3 separate regions of the Mus musculus genome follow, and regions 1 and 3 are each linked to region 2. The links are chromatin contacts, called in public Hi-C and HiChIP or PLAC-seq maps. All regions are on one chromosome and are shown on one strand. The core of a region is the stretch at or near the end of the contact, and the rest is flanking DNA. Distances in the headings are between cores, read along the strand shown. Region 1 has its middle 42 kb from the start of Igf1r. Region 2 overlaps Igf1r (insulin-like growth factor I receptor). Region 3 overlaps Fam169b (family with sequence similarity 169, member B).

Region 1 (2,700 bases), core at 161-2,660, 220 kb before region 2:
ACTTCCAGTGTACATACAGAGTGTGTGTTGGAGGGAGAGACATGAAAATATACAACATACAATTCCACGAGGCAGTGATTTCTTAGGCAGGAGAAGAAAACACATTTCAGGATACATTTTAGAAGAGTAAAAGCCAACCAGTAGGCTTCATGGGGAAGGAGTCATCTATCTCTCTCAGGGTTGATTGACTAGCTAGTGTCTCCCTACCACACTGTTGTGCCCTGCATCCTGGGGAATGGGGATATGTGTCTGTTTGATTTGCTACTGTATCCAGAGCTATTCAATATAGTGCTTTGCACCATAGAAAGGTTTTGTGATGGTTACTAAATGAACTAACTCATACCTGACAGCTAGGAAAGCCCACTGTTGCATTAAAAAGCAAAAGAGGAGGTTGGGAAGGTGGCTTAGCTGGTAAAGGTGATCACTGCACAAGCCTAATGACTTGAGTTGGATTTGCACCTCCCCAAATAAAAACAAAAACAAATAAGGTCAGTAGGAGAGAACTGATTCAACAAAGCTCTGACCTACACACACACACACACACACACACACACACACACACACACCAGGATGTGCCCCATCCCTAAACAATAATACAGTTTTTAAGAGAAAAAGGAGTGGGGAATCTTGTTGCTTTCAAATGAATTTTCTGACTTCTACTTCTAGGCATGCCATTCTTGGAAGTCCAGCTTTGAGCTTGTATGTCAATCTTAGTCAGAGTGGCTACTATCAAGGGCTTACTGTTTGTCATAAGTCCTGTGGGATCCTGACAACACCCATTTAGATGGAGGGAATATTTTTCTTCATCATGACCACCGTGCCCAGTTTCCAGATGAGGACAGTCATACTGAAGGCGTGTCCTAAAACATGGATTGCAGCCCTGGCCATCAGGCCTCACACCCCAGCCTGTGTGGCTGCAGTTGCTCCTCTGCCAACCCTGACCCATTCCTGAGGAAAACTACTTTGGCTATGGCTGTTAAGGACCAATTATCTGCTTTCTCCCAAATCACCAGCATTTAACTTAAAACTCAAAACTCCCACACTCCACATCAGGACCTTCTAGGCTCCAATCTGAACACAGAACACGTGACTTTGGGCAAATTTCTTAGCTACTTCAAAGGCAGATGAAACACCTGTCTCCCAGAGCTATGTATATATACTAAAAGTCTATGTATTTACATACATTTCTATGTAAACCACGTTGACAAACTTAGCTTAATGTGAGCTCTAATTACAAATGGCAATACGGATTCTACGTCATTGACATGGAAGATATTTATCAACGAACAACTGCAGATACAACAGAAAACAAAGACAGCAGCTCAAATCGGAAGCAGGGACATGATGGCACAGATGCTGGCAAATATTTCACGCCTAAAGGCTGGAGAGCCGCGCAACAAACCACCTCTATTTATAGCTGAGAATAGACAGGCTTGCCGAATTCATCACCACGCCTTCTTCTTGCTGCTCCCAATGAATGGGGCTTTCAGCTCAAATCCCAAGTTGTGAACGACAATCCACACCAAGTTTTAGATTTAACATTTCCAGGGCCCCTATGTCATGAACCAAAAATGTGAAGTTCAAAAAAAAAAAAAACTGGAATGGAATTTAATTTCCAGGGGGCCTGGCTGGGTTGGGGGGGGGGGAATCAGGGACTTGTTCGAGTAACTGAGTGTCTCGAGTGGAAACCGTTATGTACACACAAGCAGACGCTTCAAGTATGAGGGCAGAACTGAGACCTCCTTTAAAAAAAAAAACGGTAAATACAATTTTGAGAACAAGCAAGTCCCTATATTTCTTAGGGTGGAAAGAATTGGGCTTACAGATATTTACAAAACCCAGGCTCAGGCTCCCTGAAGAGATCTTAAAAGAGTTCCTATCCCCGCCCCTTCTCTGTTTGCTCATTCGTGTACACAAACACACACACACACACACACACACCCCACCCCTCTGTCCAGGATTCCAATCTCAAGGCTGCTGGCTCCTGTGGGTGGTCACTCTCCTAAGAATGTGCTCTTTCGGGTTCCCCTGCTAGGAGGCCCCTGGTCTCTTGGTCTCTGGTCTGCTTTCTTGTTGGCAGTTTTCTTTTTTTACTCTCATTCCCCCCACCCCCACCCCCACCCCAGAAGTCCACTCCTGATTTCCACTAGGGACCCAAGCCTTGGGAATCTGAAGCTGCCACACTGTGTTCCCATAGAACTTAGAAGGTTTAATTTAACGTCTGACAACAAAGACATTTCCCTGCAAACAACCAGAAAAGGAACTTGGCCACGCTTTCAAAATGGGAAACAACAAAGGGGCCAAGGGAAACCTCAATGAAAACTCGGAGGGAACATACAAACTAGTCTTCTCATAAACAATTTTGTGTCCCTACAAAAACTTGACCCTTCATAACCCTTCTCATTAGAACACGGAAAGCCGTGTCGTAAATCCGAAATAGCCGGGGAGCTGCAGAAATGACTCTGCAGTTTGAATCGAACCTCTCCAGTAAAATACCATGTTCTCAAGGAAGTGAAAGATAACGAAATGGAAAAAAAGAAAAAGAAAAGGAAAAAAAAAAGAAGAAAAAGAAAAAGGAAAGGAATGCCGCACATTTGATGAGGTGCTAATATGTGCGATCCATAAAGAACTCTTATAACTCAATAAGAAAACAACCCAACCGAAAATGGACAAAGGACTTAGATATTTATTCAAAGATGA
Region 2 (2,700 bases), core at 71-2,570:
AAAACAAATTTCAGTCTTCTGCAAGAAGTGGGGTAGCTGGGCCAGGGAGAACGGTGGAGAACAGTGGCCTCTCCTGGGCAGGCAGAGGTAAAGTCTAGAAAGCATAAAAACCAACGTTGAGTAAAATGATGTGTGTGGTCTGGGCAGGGACCTGGGAACAGAACAAAGTGTCCAGAGGGAGGGTGCCTACAATGAAAGTAGCTACTGGTTTGGGGTCTGATGCCAGGCTGCAAGGACCAAGGAAAGCCTAAATCCATGTTTTATACAGCAAAGGTGACTTGGGGTGAACATTTACTGGGGTTGCTTGTGGCAGGCTCCATAGGAGATAGCAGAGGTGAGGGACTAGAATGGCAAAGGAGAATGCCAGGTGGCCAGTTTGCACTGTTATCTCCTATAAAGTACCCGTTATCGATATATCGTGATACCGATATATCTTGATTGTGAAAAGTGACAACGTGGTCTCTGTATATTCAACAAGCATTGAAGTGGAGAGAGCCGGCTTGGCTGGCCTCCTGGTCCCCTTTTACATTGAGGAGGCTTGCTCAGGATAGCGACTTGTGAGCATGTTTATGTGCGGGGTGAGCAGAGCCCCCCATCCTAAGAGCAGATGGTTTCCTCCGCCTGGGGTCCTGTAAGGATGGTGAAGCTGGAGTGAGGGAATGGGAGATTCAAGTGAGACTGCCAGAAATACTATGGGCAAGGCAAGTTAACCGCTTATTTCTTATCAAGTGGTCCCAACGCCGTCATGTGTTGTTTCTTTTTGTGTATGTTCTCCATCCCAGCTGCTCCCAATAGGCTCAGAGCTCCTAAAACTTGCTATCAAAAGATGTAGCTGTGTGTCTGGTGCACCAGCATGCCATTAATGGCGTATTGTATAGTGCAACAATTTTAGTGTGTGATTTAAAGCAACTTTCGTAAAAGACAATTTTAAATTTTTATTCGACGGTGAGGAAGGGGCTTCTGGACAAAAGCGACTAAATCGGTTATCATTCCATTGGAGACTTCGTCAGCCATACAAGAAGTGAAAATGATGGAAACAAAACCTTTGAGGTTCTGCACAAAACAAAAAAACGATGTGTGGCTTAAAGTCAGCAGTTCTGGCTCGGGGGGGGGGGGGGGGGGGCTCCAAACGACGCCTCCAGGTGCTGACTTTTGGGGCCACCCCCTTCCTGCCCTCCCCGCTGTGGCAGCCAGGATTCCTTTTGTCTCGGGTGCTTCCCCACCCCGCCCTGCCAGCCAGAGGGAGCTGGCACCGGGCGCCCTCCCCACCGCCCCTGGACCAAGGTTGTTTACTACTTTCTACTCGGAATAACACGCCAATCACCAGGGCCCGCCCTCTCTCTCAGCCAATCAGTTTGTTGGGAAATTCCACCTTTCCTAAGGGCCCAACCAGCGATTGGCTGCAGGACTTGTCAGTCAAGCTGGCATCCCGCAAGGATGCAGCTGGAGTATTAGGGACGCGATCACCAGAGCCGAGGAGGAGTAACCTTCCCATAAACAAGATGGGGGGCCCCCCAAGAAAGCACGGATTGGGGTGGGGAGCTGAAGCTCAGCCCAACCCCGGGGCCCCACCGGAGTGAAGAGGGCCGAGCGCAGAGCCGGGGAATCCCTCCCTCCGCCTCCCGCCCTTGCTGCAGTTGTAAACACGCTTCCCTCCATGTCTGTTTTTCTTTCTCTAACCGTGGCCATTACAGGCTGCTGTTTACAAAAATCCTGCAGGGCAGTGCTGTTCTCTAGGATCCTGTCCTCCATTCACCTTGCCTCAGGACCCCTTTTCAGGCTTTTTTTTTTTTTTTTTTTAATTTTCTCCCCGCTGCTAGGCACAAACTGAAGGAAGCTATTGGGTCGTGCAAGCTTGTTTTCCTTTTATTGCAGCACGCAAAGCAAGTCACGCTGTAGCAGCAGCACCATTTCCCAGGAGAACAGGCTGGCTGGCCATTAAGAGCACCGCGCAGCCTAAACAGGCGTAGCTCTAGAAGGACTGGCTGGGTTTTTGTTGTTGTTATTATTATTACTGGTCTGAGTCAAGCTGGATGCTATTTTGATTCTGCATTTTCTTCCAAAATTCGTCTTGAAATCTATCCCCACTTACAGGTTTGGGATTTACACCACCACCCGGCGCACGCCCCTTTTCATAAAGGCAGTATTGTGTTGAACTAAATGTTTTTCTACCTTCTCTGATCTGAATCAGGTTTCCCATTTCTAGCAGCACAATGTAGTTGTATTCTGTGTGGTAGGGGCGTAGTGGACATGAATTATTTGCGACAGGGTTGCCTGGAAGATACGGAGTGGAATTTGCGTGGCACGGAACAGTTCCCAGTGCCCAAGGTTTCTGTTACTCTGGCTCCAAGCAGGAAGCGCAGGCAATATGGCAAAACACAGCACGTGGCATCCCATTCAAAAACGCTCTTTTCTAGAAGCTGGTATTGCAGAGGATATCCGATCTTGACTAGTTTCACCACCACCACCACCCCTTTCACAAGCAGAAAGAAAAACTAATGTACGGAAATTTGGTGTAGATATTTAGTAGGAAGCTTTGTTAAGTGTAAAGGCAAGGTTTGGAAGTTCTGGCGAGAAGCTGAAGGACCTTGTGGGCACGCTTTACAGGATTTAAGGTTGTAGGAATTGTAACCCCCACATGGGAGGCCACGGACCTCTGGGCTCCTCTAGACTTAACACCCTGCAAAGTTACTGAGCTAC
Region 3 (2,757 bases), core at 34-2,533, 190 kb after region 2:
CTAGACCGAACAGCTTCGCTGGTTCACCTTGTGGGAAATAACAGCTTGTCCCCATGGCTGTTGAGAGCCCCCCTGCAAGTTCTAGTAGCTGCCATTTTGGAGAGTAATCACATTGACTAAGTGAAGGTGAGCCTCAGGCATTTAATTGGCTCTTCCCTCCCAGCCTGCTGCATGAATTTTCGAACCGTTGTCAGAGAAGCTAACAGGCAGGGAGAAGAGAGGCTGTTGGTCTTTGGAGGAGGAGGGGCAGGTTCTGAGACAGTCTTGACTGTCTGGCTTGTGCTTCTAGCTTGTGCTTTGTAGCCTGGTCCTCACAGATCTCCACTAAGGCGTCTCAAATAGCAGAACAGGGAAAAGAGGGGGAGGTTGCTGACCCTGGGTGGTTCACAGTGTTTACTAATGCAAACCTAATCTTAAATGACTTGGTTTTGATTACGTTGTCCCCCAAATCTTCATTTAGAAAGGGTTCAAAGGGAAGGTGCATTTAAAATTTAACATTTAATTTTTACTAAATTTACTAGATATATTGAAATTTTAAAAATTAAATTTAAAATTTAAAATCGTGTGGCTTCCCAAACCCATGGAATCAGGTACCTGGCTTAAGAAGTAGTTTTGTTTTATTTTTATTTTTTTAAAATATCTATTAATAAAAAGGCATAAAAAGTAACAGAAAGCAGGCAAAGGAACTTTTGTATGTGAGGTGAGAACAAAGAGGCAGAAGCCAGGGTGGGATTCACCTTTCAAGGCCTGACCACTAAGTAGGGATGGCCTGGTGAGACCGGAGTGGGCCTGAGTGAGGGGCTACCTTGGTTATTTGAGGCAAAAGGCTGAATACATGGGATGGGGGGCAGAAAAGTGTGAGGCAATCCACTCATTGATTGGCAGACAGGGAACACATACCCAGCCCACCTAGCAGCTTCCTAGACACTGGGCTGACGTGCTCGGGCAACCCTAGTGAGGCATCTGGGGCAGGGTGAATGTGTGTCTACCTGCAGACCTGGTTCTGAGGATGCTGTGCAAATGACCAGGGTGCTGGCGGCACAGTTAGTAACAGTGAGATAGGAGGAAGGAAAACTGTGCTCTGCTCCTGAGTCTTTGCTCCAGAGCCGCCTTTCCCAAAGATAGCTCCTCCCCACATGGTCCACCCATTCTGAAGATCATGCTGCGTCTCTGGCCTTTTACTGGATTTATGGTCCGAAGTCCAGAGCTAGACCCTCCCTCTGGCCCTTCTAACCAGTTGTCTTCACGCCACCTCCCTCTCAGCACTGCAGTGTCCTCAAAACGATGCCGATAATAGCTTCATTATGGGGCTGGAGGAAATGCACATGAAAGCAGGCAGGGCTGAGTCGAATGCCAAGGCATTGCTCAACACACAGGAAATAGTTGTCTTTACGCGGAGCCCATAGATAGCATTCGATCTTAGGATGCCTGGGGAGTTATGAGCTGTGCAAATGATGTCTTTTTAGAAAAAGATAACGTTGTTTAGAAAATTATGTGTGTGAGTATTTTCCTGCATGTGTGTCTGGTACCACATGTGTGCCTTGCGCCCGCAGAGGTGTCAGCTCTTCCAGAACTGGGTTTGTAGATGCTGTGAGCTGTGTGTGGCTGCTGTAAATTCTGAGCCTAGGCCCTCAGCCAGAGCAGTGGCTTTGCTCTTAGCTGCCAAGTCATTTCTCCAACTTCAAATGATTGGACTTTGATATATGTCTCTTCATTTTATTTTATTATTTTTTTATTATTTTAATGTGCACTGATGGTGTTTTGCCGCTGTGTATGTCTCTGTGAGAATGTCCGATCCTCTGGAACTGGAGTTATAGACAGTTGTGAGATGCCATGTGGGTGTTGGGACTTAAACACAGGTCCTCTGGAAGAGCAGCCTGTGCTTTTAACTGCTGTGTCATCTCACCAATCCTTGATATATGTTTCTTTATTATATCTAAGTACACTGTAGCTGTCCTCAGACACACCAGAAGAGGGCATCAGATCTTATTACAGATAGTTGTGAGCCACCATGTGGTTGCTGGGATTTTTAACTCAGAACCTCTGGAAGAGCAGTCAGTGCTCTTAACCACTGAGCTATCATCTCTCCAGTCCCTTGATAGATGTTTCTAATAAGAAAAAAAAAAAAAAAAAAAAAAAAAAAAAGAGGCAGAGTCTCATGTAACCCAGGCTGGCCTTGAACTTGCTATATTACTGAGGGTGACCTTGCACTTCTGACTCTCCTGCCTCTACTCATCTTCGCCCCTACTCCCATCCTTGCCCCTGCATGCCGGATCTGCATCAAGTATACCATTGAAGTCTACATACCCAGTTTATGTGGTGGTGGGGATTGAACCTGCGGCTTCATGCACAGTAGACAAGCATTCTACCAACTGCGATACATCCCCAAGCCTAAAAAAGGAAAATGCAATTCTTAACTCATCGACTGCTTCAATATTGGTTTGTATTTTGTTTTAGTCAGTGTCAGTGGGATATTTCTTTTTCTGAACCACAGACGGCCACCTGTAAACTACCTGTCTTGTTCCTATCAAGTGATACTGATGTGTTTTTATAGGACTTACGTAACTTATGGAGTTACTCCCGGCTGGGGGATTACCTCAGTGGTAAAGCGCTTGTGAAGCGTGTTCAGGGCCCTAGGATCTATGCACAACATCATAACGCAGCCCAAAATGTCACCTAGACCCCCCACAAAGCATGCAACTTGTCAGCCCATGCTATTAAAAGTACCACCTCACGGCTAGTGAGTGAGCTGTGTGG

Evidence for each region. A called contact is a pair of places that touch in the nucleus more often than the background predicts. HiChIP or PLAC-seq counts read pairs in DNA pulled down with a chosen protein or histone mark.
Region 1: a contact with region 2 is called in a Hi-C map of Sertoli cells, with 4 times the contacts expected there. The contact joins two enhancer-like sites. A contact is called at or near these places in 4 of 484 Hi-C or Micro-C datasets (the HL-1 cell line, Sertoli cells, myocytes and 1 more) and 4 of 115 datasets of contacts at active chromatin or transcription factors (cardiomyocytes, embryonic hindbrain, embryonic stem cells and 1 more).
Region 3: a contact with region 2 is called in an H3K27ac HiChIP or PLAC-seq map of thymic regulatory T cells, with 4 times the contacts expected there. The contact joins two enhancer-like sites. A contact is called at or near these places in 7 of 484 Hi-C or Micro-C datasets (bone marrow-derived dendritic cells, cerebellum, embryonic fibroblasts and 2 more), 12 of 115 datasets of contacts at active chromatin or transcription factors (CD4 T cells, acute myeloid leukemia, bone marrow-derived macrophages and 7 more) and 2 of 9 other capture datasets (embryonic stem cells and liver).

What each region holds. Positions count from the first base shown.
Region 1 is chr7:67,909,186-67,911,885 of GRCm38.p6, forward strand. No RefSeq gene overlaps it. Among named protein-coding and RNA genes, the nearest start is that of Igf1r, 42 kb to the right of the region's middle. Within about 2 kb of position 1,411, at least 62 of the 459 cell types and tissues checked have an H3K27ac peak or open chromatin away from gene starts, as enhancers often do. A contact at or near this core is called in Sertoli cells and myocytes, where this site is marked.
Region 2 is chr7:68,127,816-68,130,515 of GRCm38.p6, forward strand. All of the region lies in intron 2 of Igf1r (insulin-like growth factor I receptor), which reads left to right. Among named protein-coding and RNA genes, the nearest start is that of Gm51488, 8.0 kb to the right of the region's middle. Within about 2 kb of position 1,321, at least 378 of the 459 cell types and tissues checked have an H3K27ac peak or open chromatin away from gene starts, as enhancers often do. A contact at or near this core is called in Sertoli cells, myocytes, regulatory T cells and 1 more, where this site is marked.
Region 3 is chr7:68,319,033-68,321,789 of GRCm38.p6, forward strand. All of the region lies in intron 3 of Fam169b (family with sequence similarity 169, member B), which reads left to right. Among named protein-coding and RNA genes, the nearest start is that of Gm16158, 33 kb to the right of the region's middle. Within about 2 kb of position 1,284, at least 42 of the 459 cell types and tissues checked have an H3K27ac peak or open chromatin away from gene starts, as enhancers often do. A contact at or near this core is called in regulatory T cells and thymic regulatory T cells, where this site is marked.